2 separate regions of the Mustela erminea genome follow, and region 2 is linked to region 1. The links are chromatin contacts, called in public Hi-C maps. All regions are on one chromosome and are shown on one strand. Each heading gives the region's core, a stretch centred on a gene start, on an enhancer-like site or on the middle of the called end of the contact. The rest is flanking DNA. Distances are from core to core; before and after follow the strand shown.

Region 1 (3,999 bases), core at 526-3,025:
CACTTAGACTTAGGCAGTGCCGAGATGCTGGACTGAGTCAGTGAGGGAGCTGGAGTGAGTGGCAAAGGTGCTCTCTGTGCCAGGGAGACAATACCACAGAGGAGTGGACTTGCTGGGGTAAGGCTTTGGGTCCTAAGAACAGCAGGGAAGACTGGACAAATTAGCAGCTGAGGCAAGGGCAGTCAAGTTTCAATCTAATGCCTTGTTGGCAGAAGAGCTGCTTGGGTCAAGTTTGCCTTTGCATCCCAGAATCTGGTGACTCATTCTGCCTCCACTTTGCTCTGTGTGTTCCCCTCTCCATGTGGGAAGAGCCATCACAGAACACCCCCAAAGGACCCCGCAGATCTGCAGTTCAGATCTTATTCCCCATGGTCTAACCTGAAGGGGTGAGAAGGAATCCAATCCTCGACCTGGGACAAATACAGCAGAAAGTGATAGTCAGAAGTGCCAACTAAAGAAAAAAAACATTGCAAGTGCAAACACCACATGCTCCGCACAGGTTGGGCTCTGCCTTCCGCATCTGCGGCCACCAAGTTGGCAGCTGCAGGCAATAGGAGCTGCCCTCCTGGGATCAGGGAGCTAATGGTTGTAGAGCAGGATTTTGTTACAGATAACTCAGATTTTTGAGAGGCAGGTTAAAAGTGCTTTTGCTATTAGGCTCTCATTTCAGTTCTGGGGGATGGAGCTCTGGTAAAGATTATAGACATATAGGAGGGACACCCCCACACCACCCAGAGCACATTCCAGCAGCCTGGGCGGGGCCACAGTAGGGAATGGACACCTGCAGGAAGGAGTCCACTAATGTGCTCCATAGGCTGGGCCTGCCCTCAAATACTACCAAGAACACCATGAGTACTCCCACTCGCTAGCTGCAGCCTTTCCCAGTGCTGAACCAGCAGACTGGGGTGAAGACAAAAGAATATGCTAGGAAGCCATATTCTCTGGTCAGGGTTTACTGTGCTGAGTTTCCCCACCCCTCCCACTGCTCAACTCCTTCCCTCTGAAAGCCCAGCATGTCCTACCTGAGGAAGGGGTCGTGGGGTCTTGGAGTCCTGGCCTGTAGGAAATCCTGGGTGAAAAGCAAGCATGGGCATTTGAGCTTCCTAGTCCCATAATATTCTATTACAAGGAAAGCAGGGAAATAGGAGTGAATGAACTTGAGATAGTTTTTTGACCTTTCTGGACTTGTTCTCTGTTTTATAAAAGGAAAATGTGGACTAGATGAAGTCTAAGATCCCCCCCTTGAAGAGCTCTCCTTGCAAAAGAAGGTTGGAATGGCAAATAAACCAGGCCATTCCATAAGTGATTTGCCAATAATAAGCAATAATAGTTTTTTCTACGTGGTTAACTTTGTTCAACTGTATTCCTTTCAAAAGCAAAGTAGACGGCCCAACTTTATCCTGGACAGGAGCTCTTACTCCTCTCTGATCCCTTGGGAGGATTAGGGAGTACAGACAGGCTTACATGGAGGTGACTATATTGGTTTTGGTTTTGCCAGGTCACCTCTCATAGGGTCATAGGATGTTTGTAAAGGAAAATACTTTTGCTTAATTTTATTTTGACAGCATATGGGCAATGTGCTAACAGTTTTTCATTTAACATCTTCTTTAATTCTTTCACCCACCACATCTTGGAAATTTTACCTGCATCTTACAGCCAAGGGACTGAGGCTTGGCTAAGTGGTAATGTGCTCCACATCACAGCAGATGTAGATGATCAAGCTGACTTCAAACCCAGGCACCTAAAGCCTGAGACCGCATTTACTGTGCTCATCTCCTTAAATAACAGAAGAACAAAAGCAATCAGTCTCCTTGTTTCGTATTAGTAGACATTATGGAATGGGAGCTGTTGCCCAGCAATGCTCTGCACAGGTGTTCTCTGAGGGTTTTGGGGTGCCCTGTACACAGCAGTTCATCTGAGCCCCGCAAGCTCCAAATGTGAGCACAAGAGAAACACTATGCTTCATGATACCAAAGCAAATCAACAAACAAATCTCTGATGGATTCAAAGTCCACTTTGAACTGATCATGCACCCTGCCTCCTACAGCAGTGAAGGAGGAAAACCTACATATATGTTGTTCTTTGGCATATGGGACATGTTGGGGGCGGTAGTAAGATGGTTCTGGAACTCCAAACCTTGCACATTTTTTTTTTGTTTCTTATATTCTTTTTTTTTAATTTATTTTTTATTTTCAGCATAACAGTATTCATTATTTTTGCACCACAGCCAGTGCTCCATGCAATCCGTGCCCTCTATAATACCCACCACCTGGTACCCCGACCTCCCACCCCCCGCCCCTTCAAAACCCTCAGATTGTTTTTCAGAGTCCATAGTCTCTCATGGTTCACCTCCTCTTCTAGTTTCCCCCAACTCCCTTCTCCTCTCTATCTCCCCATGTCCTCCATGCTATTTGTTATGCTCCACAAATAAGTGAAACCATATGATAATTGACTCTCTCTGCTTGATTTATTTCACTCAGCATAATCTCTTCCAGTCCCGTCCATGTTGCTACAAAAGTTGGGTATTCGTCCTTTCTGATGGAGGCATAATACTCCATAGTGTATATGGACCACATCTTCCTTATCCATTCGTCCATTGAAGGGCATCTTGGTTCTTTCCACAGTTTGGCGACCGTGGCCATTGCTGCTATAAACATTGGGGTACAGATGGCCCTTCTTTTCACTACATCTGTATCTTTGGGGTAAATACCCAGGAGTGCAATGGCAGGGTCATAGGGAAGTTCTATTTTAAATTTCTTGAGGAATCTCCACACTGTTCTCCAAAGAGGCTGCACCAACTTACATTCCCACCAACAGTGTAAGAGGGTTCCCCTTTCTCCACATCCCCTCCAACACATGTTGTTTCCTGTCTTGCTAATTTTGGCCATTCTAACTGGTGTAAGGTGATATCTCAATGTAGTTTTAATTTGAATCTCCCTAATGGCTAGTGATTTCAAGCTTTACTACAAAGCTGTGATCACCAAGACAGCATGGTACTGGCATAAAAACAAACACATAGACCAGTGGAACAGAGTAGAGAGCCCAGATATGGACCCTCAACTCTATGGTCAAATAATCTTCGACAAAACAGGAAAAAATATACAGTGGAAAAAAGTCAGTCTCTTCAATAAATGGTGCTGGGAAAACTGGGCAGCTATATGTAGAAGAATATATATTCTTCTACAGCTATATGTAGAAGAAGAAACTCGACCATTCTCTTACGCTGTACACAAAGATAAACTCAAAATGGATAAAAGACCTCAATGTGAGACAGGAATCCATCAGAATCCTAGAGGAGAACATAGGCAGTAATCTCTTCGATATCAGCCACAGCAACTTCTTTCAAGATATCTCTCCAAAGGCAAAGGAAACAAACGCGAAGATGAACTTTTGGGACTTCATCAAAATCAAAAGCTTCTGCACAGCAAAGGAAACAGTCAAGAAAACAAAGAGGCAACCCACGGAATGGGAGAAGATATTTGCAAATGACAGTACAGACAAAAGGTTGATATCCAGGATCTATAATGAACTCCTCAAACTCAACACACACAAAACAGACAATCATATCAAAAAATGGGCAGAAGATATGGACAGACACTTCTCCAACGAAGACATACAAATGGCTATCAGACACATGAAAAAATGTTCATCATCACTAGCCATCAGGGAGATTCAAATTAAAACTACATTGAGATATCACCTTGCACATTTTTAAACTCAAAGATCTGAGGTTGGTCAATGAGCCACTTCAGTTGTTGAATCGTCAACCATTACCCACTGGAGCACCATCAGGTCCAAATGCACTCTGGTCCTCAGAGAAATAGGCTACGTCTCCTGGCATCTGATCAGGTACATGTAGGTTTGAGAAAGGACGCAGCTTTTTTTTTTTTTTTAAGATGTTTATTTATTTATTTGACAGAGATCACAAGTAGGCAGGCAAAGAGAGAGGGGGAAGCAGGCTCCCTGCTGAGCAGAGAGCCCCATGCAGGGCTTGATCCC
Region 2 (3,999 bases), core at 869-3,368, 190 kb after region 1:
CTCTGCCTTTGGCTCAGGTCATGATCCCAGGGCCCTGGGATGGAGCCCCACATTAGGCTCTCTGCTCAGCAGGGAGCCTGCCTCCCTTCCTCTCTCTCTGCCTGCCTATCTGCCTACTTGTGATCTCTGTCAGATAAATAAATAAGATCTTAAAAAAAAAAAAAGAAAGAAAAAGCTTACAAAAAGGAGCCATAAGTCTGCCAACAAACTGCTTGCCAGTTGCTGTAAGGTATTTCTACCCAACTTGGGTCATGATCTCAGGGTCCTGGGATCGAGCCCCGCATTGGGCTCTCTGTTCAGCGGGGAGCCTGCTTCCTCCTCTCTCTCTGCCTACTTGTGATCTCTGTCAAATAAATAAATAAAATCTTAAAAAAAAAAAAAAGGTATTTCTACCCAGCAATCTGCAGGTTAGTTGAAACCAGTGGATACATAGTTCTTATCAGCAGACACATCCATATTAACCATCTTATCTGCTCTAAATGCTCTAAATGCTCTGATCCAGAACACTACCTGTAGGAACCAGTATTTAACAAGCTTTCCAAGTGGCTCAGCTCCCTAAAAACTGAGAACCATACGTGGGTAATCTAGGGAGACCCAAGGGTGGTTGGGGAGGAGGAAGGCACCCAGCAGACTGGACCCAACCTGCCCCTTTTCTTTTTCTTCCTCCTTAAATGGAACAGCTCTATTTATGGTTTTATTATATTGGGATTCTATGCATTCCATTTGTCAAGCCAAGTCATCCCTTACCTCCCCCATCAATCCATCAGCAAGTTCTATCCATGACCTCATCAAAACACGACACCTGATCTGTCCCACTTGTTTTCCAGGGGCACTGCCCACACCGTCTGGTCTGCGACTCCTAACCCTTCCGCTTGGGGCTGCTCTTAGCCTCCTCCAGGCCAGTCCCACTAGAGCATCAAGAACATTTTCCTCAAAACTTAATTGGGATCACATTGCTTTGCAGCCGAAAACTCTTCTGTGGCTCCAAAAGGCCCAAAACAAAGCCTGGGCTCCTGGGAGCACGGCGCGCGAGTGTGTCAGACCCCCTACGTCACTTGGAGCCACATCCCTTGTCTCGCTAGAACTGTGGCCAGGCTGGGTTCTTTGCTTGGCATCAAGACAAGGAGGTAGAAGCCTTTGCATCTCCTCTTCCTTCTCCTGGACAGCTCTGCATCTTCTTCTGCAAACACCTCCGCTTAAGTGTCATCTCCACAGAGGTCTCCCGAGACCGTGCCACTTAAACCCAGTCTCCCTGAGTCTCCATTATTCTCCATCTTAGCCTATGTTTTCCTTCATAATTTTTTTTTTTTTTTGCAACTTGAGTTTTTTGTTGCTGTTTGCTTTCATTTTGTTCTGCTCTAAACTAAAAGTTCAAGGTGAACAGGAACCTGTCCGTTATGTGTACCACAGTGCCCAGCGTATGTTAGGAATTTGATTATTGGATGAGTGGATAAAAGAACCCCAAGTTTTCAAGGTGTGGATAAGTCCCTGATTTAGACAAGTTAGAAACTCTCATTTGGGTGGGGTAAGAGTATGCAATTCAGAAATTAAACATCATTCTAGGGTGATCTCAGTGACTGAAATTCCCAAGCCCACAGGATGCCTGGCTGGCTCAGTTGGTAAAGTGGGCAACCTTTGACCTCAGGGTTGTGAGTATGAGTCCCGTGCTGGGTGTGGACATTACTTAAAAATAAAATTAAAAAATAAATTAAAAAAATGAAATTCCCCAGCCCTTCGCTCTTCCAAACTAGCGGAGCTAGATCACATTGCTGTCAGGAAACTTCCATGAAGCCAAAAGCTTGTTTTGCCCCTTATGAAGAGAGATTTATTAATGTTCATCTGTAAGCATAAAGATATCACAATAAGAAATAAGAAGAGTTAGAGCTCTTCGTGGGAGAATGCCAATTGATTACACAGCATGTGTTATTAATACTTATTATGGTTATATTAAAACCCATGAATCACATGAAGTCTCATTTTAAAACTATGGGCTTTTGGCCAAGAACATTAGGACAATCTATTTTGGAGTTAGGAATCATCATCTAGGGAGGGTCTAGAGCAGTTCAATTTGGCTGCTTGCCAAGTATGGCTCGATAGTACATTGCATTTCCCATCACCGACGGAAAAGGATGTGTGAGAGGAGGGAGCCTTGTCACACTCAGAGGGGTGACAGAGGGTAGGGGCCATGAGAACTAGCTCTAAGGTCCCTTCCAATTGCTTCTGATTTCTCAGTTCCCCTTCGCCAACTCAACCCAACTAAAGAAACAGTTACCGAGGGCCCTCTGAGTGCCAGAAACCATGCTAGGAATAGGACAGTGAAAATTGAGACATCCACTCTGCCCTAACAGAATAAATGGGAGGTCAAGAAGACTTAGCAAATCCAGAGGGTGACGTCAGCACTTGGCCATCGCCTTGGAATAGCAAAACACAGGAATTAGCCACGCAGAGTGAACAGTCAAGACAATGGAACTTTCTTGAAGAGTACCACAATATTTTTAGCTCCTGTTTCCATGAAACAGGATTTTCAGTGCATTGGAAACGGCCCCAGAATTTGAAGCCCCAGCTGCCCTCTCCTGAACATTTCCTCATCCCCTTGTTCATTTGAGCTCCTTCACCAGATCCGCATGGCCGTTGTGTTTCCTGTGTGATACGGAGCCATTTCTTTCTTAATTTAATAGTAAAAGGCATATGCCCTTGTCTGATTAGTCTCGTGAAATAATGCAACTGTCGACTTACCCGGGATTTCTTGACATGTTACCCTGCAGCTGGTTTCCCATGCGGGTTGTGTCCATGTTACGTTTGACAGTGCCATCGGGGTGCCCATTTGGAACCCCTGGCAGCCATTGGAGCACGTCTTGTGCTTTTATCCAGCCCTTCTCCCCACCCCTCTCCCAACCGCCGGGACAATAACATCATTTTTCACATTAGGTACTACATTCATTGTTGGGATGAATCACATTCTTTGAATCGTCTCAGCACTAACACTGCCAAGTAGCATGGTTCATATCAAGCCCAACTTATTTAAAGTTGACAGGAGTTATCTCATGGTTGTCAGACATTTCCTCCACTTTTTTTTTTTTTATCAGTTTTACTACTGAATGGAAAGAATAGGCATGTTGGGCAGTCATTAATGTCTGAGTCTGTTATTTGCACTATGAAATTAGAGGACTGAACTAGGTTAGAGATGAAGCTACTAGGCAATGAGGCAAATTTAGCTCTCAGCTGATCTCCTGGATTGGCCCTCATGGCATTAAAGAAAAAAATTTCATTCATAGGCACCTTTCTAAAATTGGGAGATTGCCCATGGAAGTCCAGGTTCTTGGTTTCTTCGGCAAAATCCAAATCTGAATTCCCTGGAAAATTCTGGCCTCTGAGACTCCCTTCCACATCTCATGTCTCATGTTTGCAAATAGGAAGGCACTGCTCACCCAGCTCCTTCCTCTTCTGTAGCACCTGACGGCGATGGTTCTTGGAAGCCACCTTTCTGAGAGCTGTTCTTTCTGTTTGGTGACCTGAGGAAAACGGTGTGTGTGCTGAGGGGAGGGGGGTTTGGGTTGTAAAAAAGAGAGAGCGAGACAAGAGAGAGAGACACACACATACAGAGAGAGAGAGAAGAAAATTCTAGCTTGAGCTGATGGGGAGGGTGTGGTCTTTAAATTAGATGCTGCTCTTCATTTAATGCTAGTTCCCACCTGGCCCATTTTACTTATTTATATCATCTGTCTAGCCCCTCTAAGCATCTGAATTTCCACAAGATCATCTCTAAATCCCTGTCTCTCTAAATACATCTAGATGTTTCTAAGATATTCTTTCAAGGGTGTTGAGCCTCTGCAAGCAGGTATATCTCTTCCTCCCTGTCCTTCTAGAATATCCACCAGGTTAAACACAAAGACCCAACAATTTTCTGTCTTCCTCACTTAACTCCTCAGTGCCCAGAAAAATCCCTGGCACCTAGAAGGCACTCAGTAAATATTTGTAGAATGAAGTGTTCAAGGTTAG

What was found. A called contact is a pair of places that touch in the nucleus more often than the background predicts.
Region 2: a Hi-C map of spleen shows a contact between it and region 1, with 5 times the contacts expected there. The contact joins the enhancer-like site here to the promoter of BMS1 in region 1. A contact is called at or near these places in 2 of 3 Hi-C or Micro-C datasets (fibroblasts and spleen).

What each region holds. Positions count from the first base shown.
Region 1 is chr14:55,368,901-55,372,899 of mMusErm1.Pri, forward strand. It overlaps BMS1 (ribosome biogenesis protein BMS1 homolog), which reads right to left and starts at 1,776. Exons shown (of 24, transcript XM_032314069.1): 1 at 1,644-1,776; 2 at 1,023-1,119.
Region 2 is chr14:55,554,478-55,558,476 of mMusErm1.Pri, forward strand. No RefSeq gene overlaps it. Among named protein-coding and RNA genes, the nearest start is that of SLC16A12, 13 kb to the left of the region's middle. Within about 2 kb of position 2,119, the one cell type or tissue checked has open chromatin away from gene starts, as enhancers often do. A contact at or near this core is called in fibroblasts, where this site is marked.